Regions from separate parts of the Mus musculus genome. Here region 1 is linked to region 2. The links are chromatin contacts, called in public HiChIP or PLAC-seq maps. All regions are on one chromosome and are shown on one strand. The core of a region is the stretch at or near the end of the contact, and the rest is flanking DNA. Distances in the headings are between cores, read along the strand shown.

Region 1 (3,317 bases), core at 456-2,955, 130 kb before region 2:
AATCTGAGAGCTCTGAACAAGACAGCTGTCTGTCTGTAATGGACTCATTGGGATTCAGGCTGATTGTGTGATGGCTTTAAGATATATTCAGGTGTATGAATGTGTGATGATTCCTAGAGGTAAGTCTTTTGAATCATCCATCAAATTTGTCCTCTGCAATTTTAGCTTTAGAGAAAAACGTTAGACAGCTAAATTTTCCAAGGCAACAACTGAAGAAAGACAAAGTCTTTATCAAGGAGTTGCTGGTAATGCTTTGGATTGCAAAGCACAGTAAAATAAATGAAGTTTTTCTTGATCTCCAAGGCCTTCTGAATTGACTCAGAGGGGGAAAAGCACATAGCTAACATCACATCTATTTAATGAGGTATTTGAAGGGAGAATTAACATCGTAATAACATGCATAATTAATGATGTCTTACATGAAGTTAAAGCAAGAAGGAGCAGCGTGATGACCCTTGCAGTTAAAGAAAAGACAGGTTAAAAACTTCAGGAATTATTTGGCTACATAGGCCCAAAGCAATGAAGGGGATTTCGGAGTTCTTTTATAGGCTCGTAGGACTCAAATACAGTTCAAAATCAATAGTCTTGGAAGGATTATGTATTTAGATTAAAATATGAGAACTTCTGATGTTGTGACCATCATCACGTGGAACTCTTCTTTGCCAACCCTGTGGAACAGTTAAAAAAAAAAATCCACATTTCAGGGCTGGAGATATGGTTCTGTGGTTAAGAAAATATAACTGCTCTTTCAGAGGACTGGGGTTTTGTGCCCAGTACTGTCAGGCAGCTCAACTCCTGCTACCTTGATCCTTATTCCTGGTATATATTGTCATCAGATTCCCGATGCCCTTTCCTGACCTCCATGGTCATAGACACACATGCGCATGCACACACACACACACACACACACACACACACACACACACACACACATAACATTTGTAAAAAGTAGATCGACATGCTCTTTCTTGATTAGCCAGAAGCTGGAAAGAACCCAGATGTCCCTCAACAGAGGAATGGATACAGAAAATGGAGTTCTCATCACTTAAATGTGTGTGCCACACCCAGTCTCCACATAGAGCTTTCCCCATAATGTTTTATTATGGTACTTACTAATCAACTGGCAAATACGCTCATGTTTTTATGCCAATTAATTCTTTCTTTCTCATTTCTCAGAAATATGAGTGTACCTATCCCCCAAACCGGTTCAAGCTTTTCACACTGCCCTGTAATTATGATCACAAATATAAAATATGTCCAATACTTTTGGAAGTTGAGAGGAACTTCTCAGCTGTAGTCCTGGTGTGATTCTTGGCCACCAGCATGACATGCAGAGCCCCCCAGGGAGCAGGCATCTCTCTGCATGCTGAGGCCTGCTATAACAGTTCTTTTGCTTCAGTTCATTATTCAAATCTGAGCAGGTAAGTTGTTAAGTTCTATTCCAATGTGGCCTTGGCCAGCATCCTCTGCCACTGCTTCCCGTCCACCACTTAGAGATTCATGCAGCTGCTATGCCTAGCTCTCGTCTAAGGAATACCCTGTGTTGCCCTGGCTACCCACCAAATTTATGGAGGAAAGGCCAAAACAAATAGCACCATTGACAGACATTACAAAACAGTTGCTGTTTTGCCAGCAGCTCCAGCAGACTCCCCAACCCCCAAGGCCTCCACAGGCGAGGTGAGTCAGCACAGGAACTCTGGTCAGACTGTGAGCTCTGCTACCTGAGGAGCAGCAGCACTGTCCCCCAGAGCCAGAAGTGCAGGATAGCTCTCCTTTGGTGGTGGTGCTGCTGCTGTGATTTGAAATAGCATCTCATGTAACCCATTCTGGCTCTGACTTCCAAAGCCCCTTGTTTCCACTTCTGAAGTCCCAGGACTATAGGGCTGCTCCACCATGCCCACCCAGAATGAGTTTTCTGATTCATTTCCAGAGCTTGCCTGTGGCCTCTGACAATCAATGAGGAAAGATAGTGTCTTTGGTATTTAAGGACTTTTTATATAATATTTTAAAAAATTTTTGTTTTCTTTGACCTAGGGGTAGGTAAATAAAGGACGACCCAGCCATATCAGGAAACCATCAGTTATTCCAAACACAGTAGTCCATGTTTGTTTACTTAAACCCCACAGGGCAGTATTTTCTAATTCACTTTGTAAGAAATAGAGTGGGGAAGCACCAGAGGGCTCTACTGCTAGGATGGAGAGAGAAAAGTGTGAAGAGAGCCGTTGTTGTAGCGCACTGATGTAGAGGAAAGGTGAGAACTGATGATGATGGCAGGGAGCTTGTGCCAGTAAGTAATGCTGCATTGTAAAGTGGCTCTCTGAAGGCTGGGTGAACAACCCCACGGCAGAGCTCCTCATTAAGGTCACTGCCAGGACCTAAAGCTACTACTAGAGCACCTGTGTATAAGCTCATGTGCCTGACTCGGAACTCTTCTGTGCCTCGGTGTTCTTTCCCAGAACCAAGGCTCGATAGTGGGAGCGCAGGAGGATGTTTTGAGAATATAAAAAGTATATTAAGCTCTAAGAGTGCTGCACATAACCTGTTTGCTCTGCGGTGGAAGCACATATATCATGAATCTTCAAAACTGACATGAAATCGTTGAGCCGTAATGTAATATGCAGCCCCCTGTTTTACTCATGGGAAGTTACAGTGAGGTTGAGCCAGTCCTGCTTGCTGACTCCGGTCTAACCGCACTATGAATATGTGCATACAACCTCTGTCAGATGAGCTCCTGCTGACTTCTCCCTACAGCTCCAAAACACAGAAGTCCTTAAAGGAACAAATAGAATTTTGTTACCCTAACAGATTCCTTACAATGGAGAAATTGGGGGATTATTTTTAATCAATTTTTAACTTCAATTTTTTTTCATAAAATATAATTTGATCGTAGAATTTCCCCTCCCCAACTCCTCCCAGGCAGTCTCCACTGCCCCTACCCATCCAATTGCATGCTCTTTCCTTTTCTTTATTTCCCTTTCTCAAAGCAAAAACAAAATCAAAACAGACTTTAAAAAAATTAAGACAAGAAATAGGAAAGCAAAACAAAACGCTCATTTAAAGAAAAAACAACACCATGGAGCCCGTTAGCATTCCTTCTAAGCTCCACCCCACAGTTACCTGCTCCTTCCTAGCCACAGATGGTCCCACAGACCCTAGACAGCAAGGAAACAGCCAACTCTCTTAAGAATGGACCAACATCCCCATACCCATTTTCTTAGGTTTCCCAGAGACACATTGCCCTAAAGTCAGCAGGAGGTAACTAAAGATCACTATGCTATGACCCTATTCCTGCCTCACCATCTCCCCTGTCTAGTTTT
Region 2 (3,166 bases), core at 257-2,756:
GATTTATCTTTCTGGCACTAATTAGTCCTCAGCTTCATATCCAGGTTATGAGCCCTCTCACTATAGTAGACTTGCCAGACCAGGTCTTTCAGTTCTGCTATCTGTGGTATCCATAGCTTCTAACATAGACAGTCTCTGCTCCATGCCTGCAGCTTTCTTAGTGGACATCTAGTGGTACTAACCTTTTCAACATACTGGCTTCTTCACTGCAACTGGACATTATCTTCATGTGTCGTGGAGCAGTATTTCAAAGTAGGGAGCCCAACTTTGCTTGGCCTAAGTGGCTTTATGACAACTATGATATAAACTACCATGATCCTAGAAGTTCTGCATTTTTTTTTTTACATACTTATAAAACCAGTACCTTGTGCATGATGTGCCCAACATGATCTGCTGACAACCCAAGAAATAATCTGAACTCCTCTTCCATAGCTGCACTGGCTTCGGTGTTTTGTGGGACTGAAACCTAGGAAAATAACTTCTCCTGAGTAAATATTTATAAGCAGGGAATCCCTTCAACAGGGAAGACTTGTCTGTGGCATTTTTAATTCAAGATCTCTCTTGTCAATTAATTTACATTTCTAAAAGTAGGTACCTTCCATAGATGGGGTCTTGCCTCAGGACATCTTTCCTGTTACCCGCTAAAGAGTATAAGATATATCTTTCTGTCACTAATTAATCTCTTTGCTGCTATCTCATCAGTCACAATCTTGTCTGTACCTTTCACCATACTCAAGTTCCTTTCTGTGTGCTAAACTGCACACTTTTACATTTCTGCTGTGAATCTCACAGAAACCTCAATAAAGAGCGCAGGCAAACACTAGGCCACAGTCCGAATGTTTTTGCCTTTAAGTTTGCTCTGCTGAACAACTCAGTCCATTACTTTTAGACTCACTCAGGTTTTTATAATGCAGCCAGACTCGCTGCCAGAACATAACATGAATGGCCTCTAACCCAGTTCCTGATAGAGTCCTGTTCATCTCAGAACCCTCTGGAGAGCCTGACCTTTACTGCCTGTGTTTCTGAAGGCATTCTGGTCTTCTGAAGTCCTGAATGGCCCATTCAGTTCTGCTCATAGCATATTTGGGCTTCTCTAGCCTACAGCTCCAAAGCCTTCCATATTCCTTCTACATAGCAGTTTTACAGGTCCGTGAACCACAAGGCTAGGAAAGTTACTTTGTGTTTTTTTTTTTAAATTATTATTATTTTATTTTTCCATTACAACAAAGTGTTTGACAAAAGCAATGAAGAATGTATTTGGGCTCCTAATTTTCCAGCGTAGTCCGTCATGGTGAGGAAGTCACGATAATTAGGATTCCAGGGCTCTCCCTTTCTTCTTTCTATGCCATCTGGGCCCTAGCCTTCCGGAAAGTGGTGCCTACATTCAGGGTGGATCTTTCCTGCCTCAGTTAAACTCGTCTGAAAATGCCTACTGGGTAACAGTCGTGTCTGAGTGTGTGTCTTACAGACAGTGAGGGAGTTCATTGTTCAATGCTAGGAGCAGTACCAAACACAGCCACTTACAGCTTTCTTGCTTCTTTTCTGGTATCGTAAATTCAGAGTGGTGATCTGGTGAGCAGGGAATGATAGGAAAAAAAAAATAGCTGGATTTAAAGATTTGGTTGAAAACACTGCATCAATTCAAAGAAGAAAGAAGCTCTGTGTGCATGTTTGGGGCCAGAGGGAGTAAGCTAGACAGTAAAGGATAGATAAGGTTTATCTGGATGGAGAAGTAGGGTACACTAAACTGGAAAGAAATCAGGAAAGACTCAGAGACCACTGTGAGGTGTACAGTACAACAGTCCATCTTGAGACATTGTTCATAAGTTATCTCATCAAAGAAGAGATGATATTCTTACTTCAGTAGGACTGAACACACTGAACTGGATGAAGGCCAATAGGGAGTCTCTTTACCTTGCCTTTTTTGTTTAAGAATATGATAATTATACACAGAGAGCTCTGGGTCTCATAAGGCCATTTTCATACAGATGCACAGTGCCCTTCTCGCTTCACCCCCATGTCCTTTATTTGCCTCCTGTCTCCCTCTCCTGTTACTCATCTTCATTCACATAGTTTCTTTCTACCTTTAGGTAATACACATAGTACCTATATAAAGTCAAGGCTCCACAAATGAGTGAAAATGCACACGATTTGTCTTTCTGAGCCAGAATTCACTTACTGTCATAATCCTCGGTTGCATCCGTTTTATTGCAGGTGATATAATTGTATGCTACAGCTGAATCATATGCCGTTCTGTGTGTATAGACCCGTGTCCTTTATGCATCCTTGTTGATGGACTCCTAAGATGATTCCACAGTGTGGCTGTTGTAAATAGTGGGGCAGTGAACATCCTTTAACAAGGATGCTATGGTATCCTGACTTAAATACCCTTTCAGTGAAGAGCGGAGAGGCACAGCTGGGTCATACAGTCCATTGGTTGTGATTTAACCCACAACAGTCATGCAGATTTCCAAAGTGGTTTGACCAGTTTACTGTCATACTTAACTGTTTGTAAGGGCTCCTTTTTCTGTAAATCTCAACAGTGTTAGTTGTTTGGTTTTTTTTTGTTGTTGTTGTTGTTTTCTTAATGTCCATTGTTCTGATTAGGACGAGCTGAGATCACAGTGCTATTTTAGGTTCTTTCTCTAAGGGCTAGTGATGAATATATTTCATGTATTTATTGGCCATTTATATTTCATGTCTTTCAGTTTAATAAATTAAAAGTTTCCTGATGTGAAAGTCATAAAAACTTAAGGTTTTTCATTTGTTTGTTTTGTTGTTGTTGTTTAGTTGTTTTTCTTTAATAAAACTAGGTGATACTGGAAAGCATCTTTTTTATTTTCTGAATTTTCTTCTTCTCGTAGCAGGAAAACAAAAGGGAAGGCGCCTCTTCCTCCGGCCGAGACGAAGGGCACTGATGTCTCTTCTGCTGAAGACCCTGTAGAATCTACTGCTGTCGTCACAGAGCAACAAGACAATATGATAGATAAAGATATTGAGCTCTCAGTGGTCCTGCCGGGAGATATCCTCAAGTCTACTACTGTTCATGGCAGGTATGCTGCAGCGGCTAAAACACCAGCACCCCACGCTCTTCTGCCACCATTGAAACCACTGTGACCGACGTCGTCATTTATCTTCCTTTGACACAATATACCTGTTGATTTTG

Evidence for each region. HiChIP or PLAC-seq counts read pairs in DNA pulled down with a chosen protein or histone mark.
Region 1: a contact with region 2 is called in an H3K27ac HiChIP or PLAC-seq map of oligodendrocyte precursor cells, with 3 times the contacts expected there. The contact joins two enhancer-like sites. A contact is called at or near these places in 2 of 15 datasets of contacts at CTCF or cohesin (large pre-B cells and pro-B cells), 3 of 484 Hi-C or Micro-C datasets (B cells, the CH12 cell line and Th1 cells), 4 of 115 datasets of contacts at active chromatin or transcription factors (acute myeloid leukemia, extraembryonic endoderm stem cells, liver and 1 more) and 1 of 9 other capture datasets (embryonic stem cells).

What each region holds. Positions count from the first base shown.
Region 1 is chr2:65,283,864-65,287,180 of GRCm38.p6, reverse strand. No RefSeq gene overlaps it. Among named protein-coding and RNA genes, the nearest start is that of Cobll1, 47 kb to the right of the region's middle. Within about 2 kb of position 1,705, at least 80 of the 459 cell types and tissues checked have an H3K27ac peak or open chromatin away from gene starts, as enhancers often do. A contact at or near this core is called in oligodendrocyte precursor cells, where this site is marked.
Region 2 is chr2:65,150,866-65,154,031 of GRCm38.p6, reverse strand. Cobll1 (Cobl-like 1) reads left to right here. Exons shown (of 14, transcript NM_177025.6): 2 at 2,865-3,053. Among named protein-coding and RNA genes, the nearest start is that of Gm13594, 81 kb to the left of the region's middle. Within about 2 kb of position 1,506, at least 8 of the 459 cell types and tissues checked have an H3K27ac peak or open chromatin away from gene starts, as enhancers often do. A contact at or near this core is called in oligodendrocyte precursor cells, where this site is marked.